Linked DNA regions of Mus musculus: region 2 is linked to region 1. A link is a contact called in public promoter capture Hi-C data. All regions are on one chromosome and are shown on one strand. Each heading gives the region's core, a stretch centred on a gene start, on an enhancer-like site or on the middle of the called end of the contact. The rest is flanking DNA. Distances are from core to core; before and after follow the strand shown. Region 1 holds the start of AA388235 (expressed sequence AA388235). Region 2 holds the start of 2410017I17Rik (RIKEN cDNA 2410017I17 gene).

What was found. Capture Hi-C pulls out chosen DNA fragments and counts their contacts.
Region 2: a contact with region 1 is called in a promoter capture Hi-C map of adipose tissue, with 4 times the contacts expected there. The contact joins the promoter of 2410017I17Rik here to the promoter of AA388235 in region 1. A contact is called at or near these places in 2 of 484 Hi-C or Micro-C datasets (the C2C12 cell line and liver), 5 of 115 datasets of contacts at active chromatin or transcription factors (astrocytes, embryonic stem cells, extraembryonic endoderm stem cells and 2 more) and 1 of 9 other capture datasets (adipose tissue).

What each region holds. Positions count from the first base shown.
Region 1 is chr17:33,979,845-33,982,897 of GRCm38.p6, reverse strand. It overlaps AA388235 (expressed sequence AA388235), which reads right to left and starts at 1,406. Exons shown (of 1, transcript NR_033305.1): 1 at 1-1,406.
Region 2 is chr17:36,143,456-36,146,508 of GRCm38.p6, reverse strand. 2410017I17Rik (RIKEN cDNA 2410017I17 gene) reads right to left here and starts at 1,491. Exons shown (of 4, transcript NR_033517.1): 1 at 1,307-1,491. Gm10499 (predicted gene 10499) reads left to right here and starts at 560. Exons shown (of 8, transcript NM_001370818.1): 1 at 560-649; 2 at 852-1,121; 3 at 1,322-1,597. The coding sequence starts at 586. It also overlaps a transcript of Gm8909 not described here.

The DNA of each region.
Region 1 (3,053 bases), core at 157-2,656:
AGCAGACACAGAGCAAGCCTTTCCTTCTTCCAGGTCTTCATGTAGGCTTCCAGCAGAAGTCATGGCCCAGAGCAAAAAGTGGGAGGGGCTCCTGCTCAAATATTCTGGTTTACACCTGTGTCTTCCTACCTCAAAGAAAAGGATCAGAAATTGATTTTCACACTTCAAATTAAGCAAAAACACCTCACAGATGCTGCCCTCCATTTTGAGGTTTTAGTTAACCCCACATGTAGCTGACATCAAAGAATCATCACCATGGTCCCTGTCCGAGTTCTGGAACTGCTCTCTGGGGCTTTGCAGCTCCTTTTAGCACCCATGGCTCTGCCTCCTGCCTCCCCTCTTACAGGGAGTTTTCTTCCCACGGCTGGAAAAGCACGTAAAGTTCTTCTGGATGTAGTTTGATGAGAGCAGGGCGGCCTGAGACCTGAGAGCCCTGGAGAAGTGCAGATAGGAAGGAGGCCCTGGGGCAGCTCAGCAGCCTGGATCCCCTTTACCCTCAGCTCTGTGGGTTCAGACGCTGTCCTCTTTGTTTCTTCCACCAGGCGGCGCTGTTGCCCAAGAATGCGATGCTTCTCTTTCATCTTCAACAGGTGAGACTCTGGAGGGTCTGCAGTGGGAGGGAAGATGGGAAAGGGGACACCTTTCTCTGCAGGAATGCTCTGGATGTTGGGATGTCATGGGCTGTTACAAATTAGCATTCAAACGTCTGAGTCGAATTTATCTTGTTCATAGGGAATCAAAAACTCACATCAGCTCAAGTGCAAAGATGAGCACACACTGTGTCTTCTTCCTGGGATGAGGCTGTGACCCACTGGGCATGGTAGGTTCATAAAATGAAATATCATCTGTATTTTTAATTTTATGCTTTTTGACAAATTGTCATTTCAATACACTCTATTTCAACCATCTTTTCCTGTCCTGTTACAGAGCGCTCTTCATTGGCTGGTGGGACAGTGATGTCCAAACATTCCTGTGCCCTCCACTCCTGTCCTCACACTCTGGATGTGTAGGAGAAAGAGAAGGAGTATTTTTCAAATCATATTTTTAAAATTTTATTGTCATGAGATGTAATCATTTTTGTATGTGAATATGTATGTGCACTAGCACTAGCATTCGATCCCTGGGAACTGAAGTTGCAGATGGTTGACAGCCACCATGTGCTGATGGAACTCACCCTGGATCCTCTGCAACAGGAACTGTTACAAACGCGTTCTCTCACACCCGGCCAGGAAGAACACAACAACCAGAATCTTCTGCGGCAAAGCTTTATTGCTTACATCTTTATGGGGCCAGAGCGCCAGAGCGCGCGGGAGAGCGAGGGCGCGCCAGAGCGCCGAGTCCTATTGTTACATCTTTAGGCAGCGAGAGAGCGCAAGGCGCGCAGAGCCAGAGAGATGCCAGCGAGAGAGAGATGGCGGAAACCCCCTCCCTCTTTAAGGAGAACTATATTTTTGCTAGGATGCATCACTCCCTGATTGGCTGCAGCCCATGGCCGAGTTGTAGTCACGGGGAAGGCAGAGTACATGGGGGGAGGAGTACCCTGGCACATGCGCAGATTATTTGTTTACCACTTAGAACACAGGATGTCAGCGCCACCTTGTGACAGCGAATGTGGGGCGGCTCCCAACAAGGAACACGTGCTCTCAGCTCTGAGCCATCTCTCCAGCCACCACTGGAATGTTCACATCAAAACCACACAGCTGATCCACAGCCTGCTGCTGAGCACATGAGAGAAACTAGAGGCCCAGGAAGAGACAGTGTCAGTGCATAGCTCAGGAGGGAGGGGAGCTGGGCACTGATGGGGAGAGGCCTGAGGACAGAGACAGAGAGGGGCTGAGCAGGAGGGGACAGAGGCAAAGGGGGAGACCTAACTCCGCAGAGTCCCCTGTTGGAGGGTATCTCTGTCAGATTGCACTGGACACATCTGCAGAACCCTGCTGGTCTCTTCCATTTCATAGTGAACGCTATGCTGGTTTGAATGAGAACAGCCACACGGGCTCATAGGAATGAATCCTTCATATCCAGCAGATGGAACTCTTGAGAAAGATTGGAGGTGTGGCTTGGTTGGAGAAGTGTCACTGGGCTGGGCATTGAGGTTTTAAACATTTCCAGGCTCCAGGCACCTGCGTTTGGCTGTGCCTGTGGTCTGGCTGGACTTTAATGGCGTAGGTTGCGGAAAGCTGGACCAGGGACCATTATAGAGCAGGTGAACGTGCAGACCGCCATTGCGCATGAGCAGGAGCTGCTCAAGATGACTGACAGGCGTTTCAGGAAGTGCATCAGGAAGCCTGGGGCTCCTTGGACAACTCTGAGCAGGAATGCATCACCATATGCATGGACCGTTACAAGGACGCCTTGAACACTGTGTCCTACGCCTACAACTCTCGACTGCCACTGGAACAAGCCAACGTGTGATCGACACCTGTGCTTTCTGACAGTGCTCTCAGAAGACAGCAAGGACCAGTGTGAGTGCAGGGACATGGCTGACCCACTGAGCTGTGACCTCATGAGAGAGCAAGCCAATGAAGCACTGATGGGAGGGTGGGGAGGAGCGACTCCCACTGTTCCCAGTGTCTCTCCTTTGGTATGCAGATAGATGTGTGAGCTTACACTGTTCTTGTACCATGTCTTTCCTCTGCCGTCATGGATTCACATTCTCTGAAAGTAGAGAACAGATTAAAAACATTCACAACTTGATGGGGTCCCAACGTCTTATAGTCGTAGAAAAGTAACGAAAGCCAAGTGTGATGACACAGGCCATTAATCCCAGCAGACAGGCGAACTCTGTGAGTTCAAGGCCAGCCTGATGAACATGGTCATCTGTGGAGACCCACCTTGCCTTATAAAAACAGGATAAAACAGAAGAAAAGTAACAGAGACAGATCCTTCTGTGGAGCTGCTTAAGGCCAGTTGCTTCCCTAGTCAGGATGAAACCTAAGAGCATCAAGTTCTCAGGGAAACGGGGGAGAGGTCAGGTCAAACTCCACACAACCAAAACCTGTGTAAACTTAATCTTTCCCAATATCACTGATCAGGGGTGAAACCTCGAAACA
Region 2 (3,053 bases), core at 242-2,741, 2.2 Mb before region 1:
CTATAAGGCATTTTTAAATTATTATGAATGATCAGTATGGAAAGGCTCAGCCCACTGGAGTTGGTCTTGGGTGGTGATCACGAATTGTATAAGACAGAAGACTGAGCAAGCCATAAACTACAAAGCTATTAGCACTGATCCTCATGGTCTCTGCTTCAGTTCCTACTTAGAATCCTCTCTCAAGGTCCTGCCATGAATCTCTTCAATGATAGACTGAGATGTGGAAGTGTAAACTGAAAGAAACCCTTTCTTCCTCAAGTTGCTTTTGGTCATGGGGTCTTATCACAGCAATGGAAACCCTCACTAAGACACAGGTGCACAAGGGCCTCACTCTGCTCCCTGCAGACACCACCCTCTCCTGCAGCTCAGCTCCTGCCCCTCCCTTGCCCTGGAGCAGCACCACTTTATAGCTCCTGGGGATCTGATGCCCTCTCTGGACCCGGAGGTAGCAGGAATTATCTGGCAGGTCTCATCTCCATTGGGTGGCAGGATCCTGGGGAAGGAACCAACAGCTCCTCCGCGGGCGCTGGTTATAAAGTCCAAGCAGCCCGAGGGCCTCAAATGCCCTGTATCCCAGATGGGACAATGGCGCAGCGAATGCTGCTCCTGCTGCTGGCGGCCGCCCTGACCCTGATCGAGACCCGCGCGGGTGAGTGCGGGGTCGGGAGGGAAACGGCCTCTGCGTGGAGGGGCGGGGACGGCACTGTGGAATCCGCGTCCCCCCGTCGCTCACAAGACCCTCCGCCCTTCTACACCCGCATCCGGAGCCCGGCGCCCTGCTCCCCTCCCGGCCCGCGCAGTGGGCCGGAGTCCCGTGAGGAGGTCCGGGTCTCACCGCGCGCCGCCCCCAGGCTCACACTCGATGCGGTATTTCGAGACCGCCTTGTCCCGCCCTGGCCTCCGGGAACCCCGATTCATCTCTGTCGGCTACGTGGACGACACGCAGTTCGTGCGCTTCGACGGCGACGCGGAGAATCCGAGGTATGAGCCGCGGGCTCCATGGATGGAGCACGAGGGGCGGGAGTATTGGGAGCGGGAGACACAGATCGCCAAGCGCAATGAGCAGAGTTTCCGAGGGAGCCTGAGGACCGCGCAGCGCTACTACAACCAGAGTGAAGGCGGTGAGTGACCCTGGGTGGGAGGTCACGAGCTCGAAATGTCCCTAGACAGGGGCCGGAGATCTCCAATCCCAAGTCTAGGTTCGGGAGCAGAACCGACCCAGGACCGGTTTCCCTTTCACTTTGGAGGAGTCCGCTGGTGGACTAGGCCAGGGCGAGCGGGGGCGGTGCGGGTGAGCGGCGCTGACCTTGGGATCCCGCAGGCCTTCACACGTTCCAGCTGTTGTTCGGCTGTGACGTGGGGTCGGACGGGCGCCTCCTCCGCGGATACCTACAGTTCGCTTATGATGGCCGAGATTACATCGCCCTGAACGAAGACTTGAACACGTGGACGGCGGCGGACCTGGCAGCGCTGATCACCCGACGCAAGTGGGAGCAGGCTGGTGCTGCAGAGCATTACAAGGCCTACCTAGAGGGCGAGTGCGTGGAGTCGCTCCGCAGATACCTGCAGCTCGGGAAGGAGACGCTGCTGCGCACAGGTGCAGGGGCCGCGGGCAGCTCCTCCCTCTGCCCTCGGGCTGGGGCTCAGTCCTGGGGAAGAAGAAACCCTCAGCTGGGGTGATGCCCCTGTCCCAGAAGGGAGAGTGTGTCCCTGGGTCTCTTGATCCCTTGTCACAGTGACTGCACTGACTCTTCCAGGGCTCAGCCTTCTCCCTGGACAGTGCCCAGGCTGTCTCAGGAGGGAAGGAGAGAATTTCCCTGAGGTGACAACAGCTGCTCCCTTCAGTTCCCCTATAGCCTCTGTCAGCCATGGCCTCTCCTAGTCTGGATTCTCTGCCCACACCCACTGTCTGTGGACATGGACTCCTGTCCTGCTGAGTGTGTCAGCCCTTACACCTCAGGACCTGAAGTCGCCTTTACCTGATGGGAGACATGGACTCCCCAACACTAGGCTGGTTGCCCCAGTTTCTAGAATTTTCAAAGAATACATTCTCCCAGATCCCTCCCTGTCTGTAACACAATTCTTTCTATTCCTACAGTGGTGAATGGTCACATGAGCCCTTATGGGCTACCCTGGAGGAATATAAATACTGGAATTTCTTTTTCTTTTTTCTCTTTTCTTTTTCTTCTTTCTTTTTTCTTTCTTTCTTTATTTTTTTTTTTTGAAGGCGTTATTTTGTTTCTAGTCAGTTTTTGTCTGCACTGGAGTGATCCTGTTTCTCCCTGCCCTCCTATTATCATTTGTATCAGTCTACATTGCTAACCTGGATAATTACACAAGATAAGTCAGGGTTCTCATTAAAAGATCGATTATTGTGAGATTACACTGTTTCCTGTCAGACCTAAACATGCAGAAGCCTCCTGCTGTCTCTCTGCCCCCACAAATTACAGTGCTCCCCCTAGTGAATCAGGAATTGGACTTTCTGAGTGACAGGGTCTTCTGAAATCCAGGGCTATAGTGAGCCCTCCCTGTGGGCCCAGTGTGTTCCAGTGAGTGCTGCACTGGGGTCCACAGCTCACTCCAGGGGTCCTGTGTAACATACCTGTACCTTGTCCCCCAGAGTCAGGGGCAGGGAGTCATTTTCTCTGGCTGCACACTTTGTGATGGCTGTTCACTTGAACTGACAGTTAATGTTGGTCTGCAAGATGACCACAGTGGAAGACTCAGTGGTGGCATCCTACCAAGAGCATATGGCCCTAATATCTGATCTTGAAATGAACTCAAACACATATTAAATTACTTTTTTGCCATTCCCTCTTCCATTCTTTGACTACCTCATTTATGCTATTGAACATCACATAAGGATGACCATGTTGATGGATTCTCTCTTGGCTTCTGAGTCCCAAAAGAAAATGTGCAGTTCTGTGCTGAGAGGACCAGCTCTGCCTGCAGGTCACCAGTGCCATGACAGTTGAAGTGTCAAACAGACATATTGTTCAGTGTCTTCATTGATTTGATTGAGTCTTGTGTAGATTTCAGTTTGTCTTGTTAAT